Linked DNA regions of Mus musculus: region 1 is linked to region 2. A link is a contact called in public Hi-C data. All regions are on one chromosome and are shown on one strand. The core of a region is the stretch at or near the end of the contact, and the rest is flanking DNA. Distances in the headings are between cores, read along the strand shown. Region 1 has its middle 10 kb from the start of Gm36419. Region 2 overlaps A1cf (APOBEC1 complementation factor).

Region 1 (6,310 bases), core at 1,350-3,849, 620 kb after region 2:
GAGGCAGCTCGTCATGTCCCACAGCAGAGCGCACAGGTGCTGGCTACCTCACTCCTGAGTGTTGTGTGCAAACGGCTTGTTTTTTTATTTCCTAGTTGGTATTAGCTTCTAATTTTCTTCCTTCCTTTCCTTTGTTCCTTCCTTCATTCCTTCCTTTCTTATTTTTTCTTTAAACCTGGGCCAAATGACAGCCGAATGTCAGGAACTTGGACTTTAGAAAGCCGAAGTTGTGCTGTAGTGGCCTCAACCAGCAAAATCACTGCTTTCCGACCCAGTTCAGAGGCCTGGGCAGCGGAGGTCAGCTCCCTCCTTCTGGCTGCCACTGGACAACCAGCCACACCAAGCACAGCTTTCTCTCCTGGCTTCAGTTCTCACCGTCCCTCAAAGAAAACAGGGAGGGCCAGGTTCAAAGCCAGGAACTGAAGAAGAGAAAGCTGGAGTCCTGGCAGAGGACGGGGCTCATCTGAGGGGCTCACCACCAACTACAGGCTTGAATTCTGGGAATTTGCCTTTAAAGTTGAGTAGGCTTTCCACATGTGCAAGGGCCTGTCACGTAACAGACGCTCAAGGAGATGTATGTGCTGGGTGAATTGGATGAGTTACATTTCGGCACCCACACAAAGTGGCTGTTCTTGGTTCTGTCTTTAGGACTAACAGTCCTGTGGCTTGCTCGAACATTCATCTCCAGAGAATGCTTGTGCCAGCTGAGTGCCAAGTGAGGCCCACATGTTGCCTGGAATAAGTTGGTTCGTCAATATATTTATAGTGTTCCCTCCTTCCCTCGTTCCCTACATACCTTTGTTCTTCTTTTTTTTTTTTTCCTGTTAAAATTATCAAACCAACAGGTGTGGCTTCAAAAGGCTGAAGCTGATGATCCAGCCCCAGGCCTGCATTTATCCACGTGAGAAGAGGTCTTTTTATTATTATTATTATTATTATTATATTTTCTTTTTTTACATTTCAAATGTTATCCCCTTTTCTGGTTTCCCCTCCGAAAACCCCTTATCCCCTCTCCCCTCCCCCTGCTCACCAACCCACCCACTACTGCTTCCTGGTCCTGACATTCCCCTACACTGGGGCATAGAGCCTTCACAGGCCCAAGGGCCTCTCCTCCCATTGATATCCAACAAGGCCATCCTCTGCTGCCTATGCAGCTGGAGCCATGGGTCCCTTCATGTATACTCTTTGGTTGGTGGTTTAGTCCCTGGGAGCTCTGGGGGTACTGGTTGGTTCATATTGTTGTTCCTCCTAGGGGACTGCAAACTCCTTCGGCTCCTTGACTGACAAATACAGAGGTAGATGCTTGTAGCCAACCATTGGACTGAGCACAGGGTCTCCAAGGGAGGAGCTAGAGAAAGGACGCAAGGGGAAGAGGTCTTCTACATGGCCAGCCCAGATCCTCAGGCTGGCAGAAGCTGGGGGGGAGGAGGGGGGTCACAGTCTCCCAGCAGACATTGCCTGGTCTTTGTGCTGCTGCTGCTGCTGCTATCTCCCTCAACAGTGTCAAGTTAGAAGGCGTCCAAAACAACTGGAAGAAGAAGACAGAAGCATTTGAAGTCTCGAGTTCTTGTCATCCATTTTTTTTTTGTCTACTCATCTCTGTTCCTTTTTTTTTTTTAAGATTTATTTATTATATGTAAATACACTGTAGCTGTCTTCAGACACACCAGAAGAGGACATCAGATCTCATTACAGATGGCTATGAGCCACCATATGGTTTGCTGGGAATTGAACTCAGGACCTTTGGAAGAGCAGTCAGTGCTCTTAACCACTGAGCCATCTCTCCAGCCCCCATCTCTGTTCCTTTTTAATAGGACTTCAATTATTCATGGAAATCTGTCAGTGGAAAAGCCGTGGTCAGAAGCTAAAATGCTCTCTGTGTACATATTAACTTACTGATCATCTATGTAGCACTGAGAAGCAAAGAAGAAAGCAAGAGGGGCCAGTGCACTGGGTGCCTCCTGTGTGCAGGTCCGTACATAGGCTGACCTGTTCTTCTACAGTCCCATCAGTCCTCACCGTAGTCTATGAGGTAGACACACTCCTGTCATTTGCATTTATAGCTGAGGAAAAAGGGGCTGAGTGAGAAGGACCTTGTCTGGAATCAAGAAAGGTCAGGTGTAGGAGACAGATCACAGCCGTCTGGCTGGAGCCCGTTTTCAAGCATTGCATATCCCTCCAGCCGGCACTTGTGTGCATTCTGCGGCCAGTCTGCCTGCTTCTGGGATGGAAAGACATCCCTCTGAATCAGAGAGCAGAACCATGCTGGAGGCTTGATGTTTGGTATTCTACTGATAGACTTCTGTTTGACCCCCAAGCTTTGCATGGGGTTCAGTGACACAGCAAACTGCAACAGTCATTTCTCAGATGTGACAGGATACATTGGGTATGCCGCTGTGTAGGTTTGCACTCTGCATTTTACCTTAGGAGAGAGCAGGGCCACTGGGTTTAGCCATCGTCTGTGCCAATAGAAATCATCTAAATCCGGCACTGTTTTTAATCATTCCTAAACCACTTATTGATCAGCACAAATGGCCATCTCTTGTGGCATGTTATGTTTCCTTTTGGAATGGGTGTTGGCTTAATAATTGTTTTTATCTGCAAGGTTTCAAAAGGAAAGCCAAAGAACATAAGTCAAAGGACAGCCAGAGAGAATGGAGTGTTCCTTTCCTTAGCAAACAAATGCTTTACTGCCTAAAAATAAGTCTCAGTCCAGAATGATAAGCAGTTCAGCCAAGGGACAAGAGTCCCGTATCTCTTTTTAATTAGCCAATTAGGTCTGTCCGTCCATAAATGAGAGAAGATGAGAGAAGTCCTGTATTCATTATAATTACAAGTAACTTTGAGATGACCTTTTTAACTTTTTGGAATAAAGTCAAAAAAAGAGTAGTATCCTTGTGGGCAGAGCACGTGTATCTTTAGCAGTTAGAGTTACTGTACTTCCACATGAAATTGACTTTTAAAAATGGCTTGTTCAAAGTTTACTGAGCCACAGCTCAGGCTTCTTCATTTCTTCATCCTTGCCTTCGGTTATTTATGAATGTGAACTAAGGCTGATTCATCTTCAGATGCTTCGTTCAAGGTAATGATGCAATAGTACAAGTTACAACTGTGTCAAAGGTCACAGAAAAATAGCAACCAAAATGCAATTCATAAAGTCGTTCCCAAATTCAATAATGGAAGGATTATGGTTTCTGTGAGCAAGGCCAGTTTTTAATACCTGCTCTCTAAGGATGTTCTTCATAGACAGAAAACCACTGTCCCTAGTCAGTACACCCCTACCTGATTTAGCATCTGATGCCAAGAGCTCATTCCTCAATGAACTCGTCCATATTAGGCACTGGAAACCTAGGAGATGGGTCCTTTTTCAGAATGCCCATGGCCTTCCAGAGACACAGACACCTTGGAAGATGATTGCTATGCTGTGCAAATGCTGCGGTAATGATGGCGTTTAGAGAACTTTCTCCTTGGGGTGGTCAGTGCACACTTCACAGGGCACCTGGTGGGCTTAGCTACAAAGGTCAAGAGTTGGTCACCAGGAGAGAGCTATAAAGGTCAGGTGTCAGTCACCAGGAGAGAATAGCATGTGGTGCTGAGTTTCAGCAGGGCAAAGAGCTGTGTTTTGTGAACAAAAAATGTATAAAAAGTATAAAAACAGTTGCTTTTGTAGTTGGACCACTCTGACTCCTGATTCTACTGCATAGCAGTTATCTATCCTTGACATCATTGCCACAGTGTATTCATATAAATAAAATAAATAAATCTTTTTTTAAAAAGAGGAAGCAGGGCTGGAGAGATGGCTCGGTGTTTAAGAGCACTGATTGACTGCTCTTCCAGAGGTTCTGAGTTCAATTCCCAGCAACCACATGGTGGCTCACAACCATCTGTAATGGGATCTGATGCCCTCTTCTGGTGTGTTCTGAAGACAGCGACAGTGTACTTAAATACATACATACATACATACATACATACATACATATATAAATAACTCTTTAAAAGGACATAATGAATATTTTGTACAGCTTTCTATGAGAAACAAAAGACACACCAAGTAAACACCTATTACAAGTAAGAGTCAGGGTTAGGAACTAAAACACAAGACACCCATTTAAATTTTATTATTAGGAAATAATCTTTAAGCATAAGTGTGACCTAAATACATGGTAGCTTTACCAAATAATTATTTCTTATTTATCTGAAATTCAAACCTAACTGGTACCTTGTAGTACTTGTCTAGATAACAATAAGCGAACCCTGTCTTAAGTTGGTATGATCAGTATTCTCATACTAGGAAGTAAAAAAGAGTTTTCAACAAAAGAACAGACTTTGCACAACGTGTATATAAAAGGGACTTATGTAAAGGGTACCTATTAGTGTAAGAATTTCAAAAGTTTCTCCAAGAATAAGGAGCATATTATCTTAAAAAGAATTTTCTTCAAGTTGGTTGGTAGCACCAACAACAACAAAAACAGGTCAGGTCACATTTGTAAGAACTAGGTCACGGCAGCAGGATCCAAAATATGGCACGAACCTAGAAATTTTCAGCAGACTGAAAACATATAGTTGTTGGCTGATAGCACAGCCAGCTCTCAATTCCTTGGCTGATGGTAGATGCTACAGGTTCATTTTGCTACAAGTCAGTCCAGCAGCTTTAGTCAGTGCCTGAGATTGGAGAGAAGATCAGAGAAGGATGGGTCCCCTCCCGACCAGAGAAGAAGCAGTAAGTAACATGTGCTTGCTACTATGGCCTCACTTCCTGGACCATGTTCCATGGAGGTAGGTTGGTTACACCACAGCATCCCCGATACCTGGCAAACAGGAGGGTCCATTTGTCATTTGTAAATGAATGAATCAGAGTGGGCTGGGCTCACCATGAGAGGTTTGATGAAACTCAGCCTAATATGGGCCTGAAAAGATCTGGCTGAGCAGGAAATCATGGTCCTCTTCCTTATCACCAATGCACCGGCATTTACTGGGAACCAGGCACTGCGCTCCGTGGTAATTCTACTCAGACTTTCAGTAGCCCTTAAAAGTGTAGATCTAGCCAGACTCAGACCCATTTTTTATTCTGCAAATCAGTATAAGCAGCATCTCTGGGAGAGCTTTCTTAGTCAGCCTACCAAAGAGCACTTCTTCAGCTGCTCTACCTCAGCCTCTGTCCTTTCTGAAGGCTTAAAGTGGATTTATTGACTATTTCTGCTCTGTCTGCCTACAGTCCAGAGGTGCAGGAGCTATTGTGCTTTCAACACCCATCAGCCAGCTTTTTGCCTGGCACTCAGTAAGGACCTGATCAATGTTTATCAGCCATGCACTTTATTTTCTGTCTGTACAGAACACTGCAGCTTTAGAAAAGGAAAGCAACAATCATATACACACAGAAGCACACACATATATACACAGAAGCACACACATATACACACCCAAACATATACTCATAAACACCCATACACACAAACACACAAATACACACATATACACAGAAGCACACACATATACACACACAAACATACACTCATAAACACCCATACACACAAACACACAAATACATATACACAGAAGCACACACATATACACACCCAAACATACACTCATAAACACCTACACACACAAACTCATAAACACCCATACATACAAACACACACAGACATGTACAAATATACATACACACATATATACACAGGCAGATACACACATACCCACATACATATACACACAAGCACACACACATGTATACATACATACATATACATACAAACACACATACACACATAAACACACACAGACATGTACAAAAATACATACACACATTTACACACATATATACACAGGCAGATACACACATATACCCACATACATAGACACACACATATACATACAAACACACATATACACACAAGCACACATACAAACACATACAAGCAGACATATATACACACACACAAATAAATATACCATCTCAGGACAACCATGAAGGTCTCACTCCACAGACACCAGATCCAAATATCTGGAGTATTTCTGTGAAATTCATGGATCTTTGTTTCTTCTTTCTTGTCTTTTACAAGTTTGTGTTTGAGTGTGACACACCACCGAAGAGGAAAGTATCAGTGAGCACATATCCCTATAAGGAGCCATTAAAGTCCTTTATGGAACTCTGAAGGATAACTGTTGTGGTTTGCATATAGAATGGCCCGAAGTGGTCTGTGCTGGAAGCTTGTTTGCTCCTCAGCTGGTGGTTCTCTTGAGAGGCGATTGGCTCATGAGGGCACTGGCCTCATCAATAGATTAGTCCATTGATGGGTTAATAGCTGAA
Region 2 (6,202 bases), core at 704-3,203:
TACTTGACAATCTCAAATATTTCCCAAAATAGTCCTTAGCTAAAATGATTTTTACAAATGAGGAAAATGAACTAAAGATTTTGTTGTTTTCTTTTCTCCCTCATACACCATTCCTCCCTGAACACACAGGAAAATGGACAAAGGAAGTATGGTGGCCCTCCACCAGGCTGGGATTCTACACCCCCAGAAAGGGGCTGCGAGATTTTCATTGGGAAACTTCCCCGGGACCTCTTTGAGGATGAACTCATACCATTGTGTGAAAAAGTGAGGCTAAATTTAATTTCTTTTTTCAGGAGAAAAATATCATTCTCTTTAGTTTGCTCTGACTGGTTTTCGCCTTTCTTTATATCTCTGTGTATGATGCATGTGTATTGTGTGTGTGTGTGTGTGTGTGTGTGTGTGTGTGTGTGTGTGTGTGTGTTTATGCTCATGTGTGTGAGTGTGGATGCAAACCTCATGCACATGTGCAGAGGCCAGAGGACAGCACCCAGTATCTGCCATCACTTTCTCTTATGTTTGAGTCGGGGGTTTCTTATCGTTCACTGCTGTACATGCAAGGCTAGCTGACTTCCAGATTTCTCCCGTCTCGGCATCCTGGCTCTCTGTAGAAGCCCTGGGATTGCAGATGTGTGCTACTGCAACTGGCTTTACATACATCCTCCTGTTTGTAAGGCAAGCACTTTGCCCAGTGTGCCATCTCTCCAGTGCCCAGTTTGATGGTTCTCTCCTAAGTCCACACATCAAGTATGGACAGTGTTAAAATCTTCCCTGACATCAATGACTGTCCCCTTATATTAGCACCTCTTTGCCCAGCTCTTTGTCCTGTTGAGCTGATGAATTGAATAACCACCGCTGACAACTTTCAAATTCATATCTCTTCCTCCAATCTCAGGGCTGGCAGCTGAACCACTGCAAATTCAATGTATCTAACAATACAAAGCAGAGTAGCATTCTGCCAACAACAAGATATTGCTCCAATTTGACATCTTACCACGACTTTATAAAGAACAGTATTTCATATAAAAATTAATGTATGCTTGTCATGGCTTAAATATGTATCTGTATACAGACATAAAAGTTTCTTCTGCAAGTAGAATTGATTATCTTATTAATGCAATGAACAGATTAAAAACATGTTACTCAATGTCCTTAAGAGCAAGGTTACTCAATGTCCTTAAATGATTACTAAGGAATATATTTCCCTACTTCCAATACTTTACCAGGTGCATATTTTCAGCCCAAACACTTAATATGAGGATTTGGCTCTTCCCCTACATGATTAAAAAAAAAAAAATCAATTGTCAGCATGTGTAGTCTCAGAACCGGAACCCCTGGTTTTATACACAGAATCCTAGCTGTCATACTAAAACTCCGGAAAAACAGGTAAAAACTGTGCTCATCTTACAGGAAGAAGAAACGAATCCTTCTCAATGAGTCCTTTGGAGTTCAGTAGAGAAAGGCTACACAGAAAGCAGCCAAGCACTGAAGTATTGTGCAGGCTTAATGGCATCTCTTCCCATATGCCTATTGTTTACATTTGGACCACCCTGCTTACAAAAGCTAGGGGCAATAAACTGCTTAGCCTGTATTACTCAGGATAGTTGGGAGTATAGAGGAAGAGTAAGGGCAAGCAGGGTAGATGGAGAACAAGTATCCTTTCCTCTGTGGTTCCAATCCTCTACCAGCTGCTAGCACTCCTAGAGTAAGGGCAAGCAGGATAGCTGGAGAACGAGTCCCCTTTTCTATGAGGTTCTGATCCTCTATCAGTTGTATTGAGGCTAGCATTCCTTTTCATCCTAGAAACTGCTCAAATAAGAGTGCTCCCCAGGCCACCTATGAAATACACTGTATGCATTCTGACATCATCGCAGTGGGGAAAGTACAGCCAGGAAGTTAGGTTAGCAAGGTCCCAAAACGAGTACCCTCGTTTCCTGTTATAAATGTCAGTGACAGAGCATAGCCAAGTAAAGGTCGAAGCATGGAGACGTTAGAGAACAACTCAGAAGGCATGGGCAAATCTACCAGGAAACTGTGCTTCCGGTGACAAATGCATTTTTGGGTCCCCAAGACATTACATAAATTTCCAGATACTTGTATGACAAAGGTCATTTGCTCTGCCAAAAGTACATTCTGTTAGCTGAGGCTGAAATGCCATTTGTCTATATTTTCTTTATTTAACTCGGCTTTTCCCATGAGTTAGATAATTAATCTAAAGCCAGCATAAAAGTATGCAAACCATTCCCCATGGATACAAATGCCAAACATGGCAGGAGGCAGTTTGGCAAGTATGGAGTGTGTTTCTGTGTGTGTGTGTTTCGGTGTGTGTTTCTGTGTATGTGTGTGTGTGTGTGTGTGTGTGTGTGTGTGTGTGTGGTGCATGTGTTTACGCACATTTGGGAGAATAAATATGTAAATAAGAATGTTCTGTTTCTATTCATTACAGATTGGTAAAATTTATGAAATGAGATTGATGATGGATTTTAATGGTAACAACAGAGGCTATGCATTTGTAACATTCTCAAATAAGCAGGAAGCCAAGAATGCAATCAAGCAACTTAATAATTATGAAATTCGGTAAGTTCCTGATCTGCTTGACACAAGCTGATCCTAAAGCTTCACCTGCACCTGCTTCATATCAAGATAGCATACATGTGTAAGCTAGCTAAACTAGGAATAAAATGCTACATCTTTCTTCGTTAAAAACGGTCTGGTTAAACATTTATTTAATCTCATTACTGAATGAGCCATAAAACCCACAGAGACAAAATTTATTAATTAACTAATTTCATTAATACGTTCTGAATACTCTTCCAGATATTAGAAATATATCAAGATATCCTCTGTTCCCATAGAACACAAATACAAAAGATTAAATAAATAACTCGCAAACATAAAACCGAGGAGGGGTAAGATTGTGCGGAGAGAATGCTACTTGAATTTGTTGGTTTTAAGAAAATACTCTATGAAAAAGGCAAATTTGATCTGATGTTTAGATGAAAAATTCAGTCAAGACAGTCAGACCCTAAACAAGGTTATTCAAAGAAAAGAGAAAGCAGCAAATGGCAAGTACAAAAATCCTAAAATTGAAACAAAATTGATGTGTGATGTGTTTGAAAGACAAGAAGAAAAATCCAGGAGGGGGAAAAGAAAAAAAAATGGTTAAAGGTGGGACAGTTGGAGAACATTGGTCCCTGCTGGAGAATCTGATCTCATTTACATAAAGACCTGGAACTGGAGGAGAATTTTAAGTGGCTTTATGATTTTAAAGCATGGTTACAGCTGCTGGCTACACAGCCAACTACAGTAGAGCAGGACCCGAAAGAGGGAAACTGTGTCAAAGGCTGAGGCACATTCTAGATCCAGACAAGGAATGACAGTGACTCAGTGAGTGACCACAAGCAAATGGGACAAAAAGGATTAAGAACTAGATATCCTGAAGGCAGGGGAGGGGCGAACAGGATGACTCCATATCACATTCAGAATTTGGGCAAATAACATGGGATTTGATTCCAAGCATCTGTGAAAGAGGCTATTCCATTGGGAAAGAGAGACTAGGGGAGAGAAGGAAGCGTGCGAAGTGTCCTCGTTGAGGTATTTGACCTTAAAGATGCACATCAGACACCTCAGGCAAGATACAGTGCAACTGTATGAGAGTAGAGGCAGGAGGAGGGTCACAGTTATAGCATTCTGCAGCATTGTAAACCATGAGACCACAGGAGGGCATGACCGATGATGTATAACCAATAATCTGTTTCTATAAGACCATTTTTCTTTAAAAACAAACAAACAAGAAAACACCACCAGGGATAAAACCTGTAATAAATCCTTTCTTAAAGAGACCCTGGACCACCTGGGAGGGCGAGGAACAGCCATGCAACAGCTAAGTCTTTGGGCCAGCCAAGCTTCACTCAAGGGCCAGCAAGTAGTTGCTTCTTTGTGTCTCAATTTCATTTCTTTATGTATGAGTATGTATATGTGCGCTGAGTGTGCATGTGTGCGCATGTACATATGTACCTGCATAGTCCAGAAAAGGATCCCTGATCTCCTGTGTCTGGACATAGCAGGTGGTTTTGAGCTGCCCTACATGGATGCTGGGAGCCAAATTGGGTCCTTTGCAAGAGCAGTACGAGCTTCAACTATTGACCCATCTTTCCAGCCCCAACTCTCATCTATAAAGTGGAGATTATATCCATTTCCCAGATTTGATTGTAAAGATAAGTCAAAGAGTTTTGAAAACTTAGTGCACTATTTAGGACATAGTAGCCATCAGATGATAAAACTTATAACAGTTCAACTCCAAGATTCAGTTTCCATATTAATCCCTTTTCTGTAATGTGGACAAACCTTAAAATTCCTGGAATCTTAACTTGGATGGCCACAGACAGAGTGGCCTCCTCTCTAGTATTTCCCTACTTCTTATATGAAAGTACATTGCCTCACAATGCATCTTCATGTCCTGGGAAGGAATTAACAGCTAGCTCAGTTTTCTTCAACTCTTTAGCTACATGTAGAATGACTGGGTGTGGCAACCTTTAACTGCCTAAGCTGGTCAGTTCCAAGGCTGGATTCTAGAACAGTTTGAGAGAAAGCACAAGTAGGCCTCCTCTCCTCTGTGGAACTAAAAAAAATCTGTGTGGTATGCAGAAAACTGGATATCCCAATCAGGAGACCTGGGGGCATTTTCCCCTTTGGTAAAGCCTTTGACTTCTTAGAACATCGCTTTTATCCTTGTACTTGATCATATCACACAGAGATTCTGTAAATATCATACAAAAATAATATACACCGACAAATTCAGAAAAGGCTTTGCAAAACTGTCATTTAACTTGCTTTATAAAAATCACTTTAGGGAAGTGGGGTCGCGTCAGCGAGCCTGTGTGGCGGGAAACCTGGGGACGCGACTCCAACCCCAAGCACAGCCAACCCAAGGGCTGCCCCTTTTTCCCCCGCGTGGTCTGCTCCTCTAGTTCACCTAAGGATAATGGTGACAGCTGAAGTACTGAACATGGGGAAGAAACTCTATGAGGGTAAAACAAAAGAAGTCTATGAATTGTTAGATAACCCAAGCAGAGTCCTCCTGCAGTCCAAGGACCAGATCACAGCAGGGAATGCAGCTAGAAAGAACCACCCGGAAGGCAAAGCTGCCGTCGCCAATAAGATCACCAGAGGCATATTTCAGTTGTTACAGGAAGCTGGTATAAAAACTGCTTTCACCAAGAAATGTGGGGAGACTGCTGCTTTCATTGCACCCCAGTGTGAAATGATTCCCATTGAATGGGTATGCTGAAGAATAGCAACTGGATCTTTCCTCAAAAGGAACCCTGGTGTACAGGAGGGGTACAAGTTCTATCCATCCAAAGAGATGTTCTTCAAGGATGATGCCAATAATGACCCACAGTGTTCTGAGGAGCAGCTCATGCAAAATTGTGTTTTGCTGGCCTTGTTATAGGGAAGACTGACGTGGGCATCATGAGTCGTGACACACAAGCTATTTTTGAAATTCTGGGGAAGTCCTGGCTGCCCCAGAACTGTGCGCTGAAGATATGAAGATTGAATTTGGTGTTGATGTAACCACATGTAACCACCAAAAAGATTGTTCTTGCTGATGTCATTGGTCATGATTCCTAGAGGCTATGGCCATCAGGAGATCGGAGCCAGCAGAAAGACAAACAGTCTTAACATTGATCTCAAAGAAGTAACTCCGGAAGGACTCCAGATGGTAAAGAAAAACTTTGAGTGGGTTGCAGACTGAGTGGAGTTACTTCTCAAGTCAGACAGTCAGTGCAGGGTGGTAGTGCTGATGGGCTCCACCTCTGACCTTGGTCACTGTGAAAAAAATTAAGAAGGCTTGTGGAAATTTTGGGATTCCATGTAACATCCTCTCATAAAGGACCAGATGAAACGTTGAGGGTTGAAACACAATGTGAAGGGGATGGTGTACCTGCTGCATTTGTAGCAGTGGCAGGCAGAAGCAATGGTCTAGGCCCAGTGATGTCTGGTAATACTGCATATCCGGTTATCAGCTGTCCCCCGATCACACCAGACTGGGGCGCTCAGGATGCGTGGTCATCTCTTCGACTGCCCAGTGGTCTTGGCTGTTCAACTATACTTTCCCCAGAAGGATCAGCTCAGTTTGCTGCTCAGATATTTGGGTTAAACAATCATTTGGGGTGGGCCAAAAACTTCGAGTGAGTATATTGAA

Evidence for each region. Hi-C and Micro-C count contacts between places; a contact is called where the count stands out from the background.
Region 1: a Hi-C map of bone marrow-derived macrophages shows a contact between it and region 2, with 10 read pairs.

Annotation. Positions count from the first base shown.
Region 1 is chr19:32,529,857-32,536,166 of GRCm38.p6, forward strand. No RefSeq gene overlaps it. Among named protein-coding and RNA genes, the nearest start is that of Gm36419, 10 kb to the right of the region's middle.
Region 2 is chr19:31,908,663-31,914,864 of GRCm38.p6, forward strand. It overlaps A1cf (APOBEC1 complementation factor), which reads left to right. Exons shown (of 12, transcript NM_001081074.2): 3 at 130-264; 4 at 2,444-2,574. It also overlaps the pseudogene Gm19241. Among named protein-coding and RNA genes, the nearest start is that of A1cf, 43 kb to the left of the region's middle.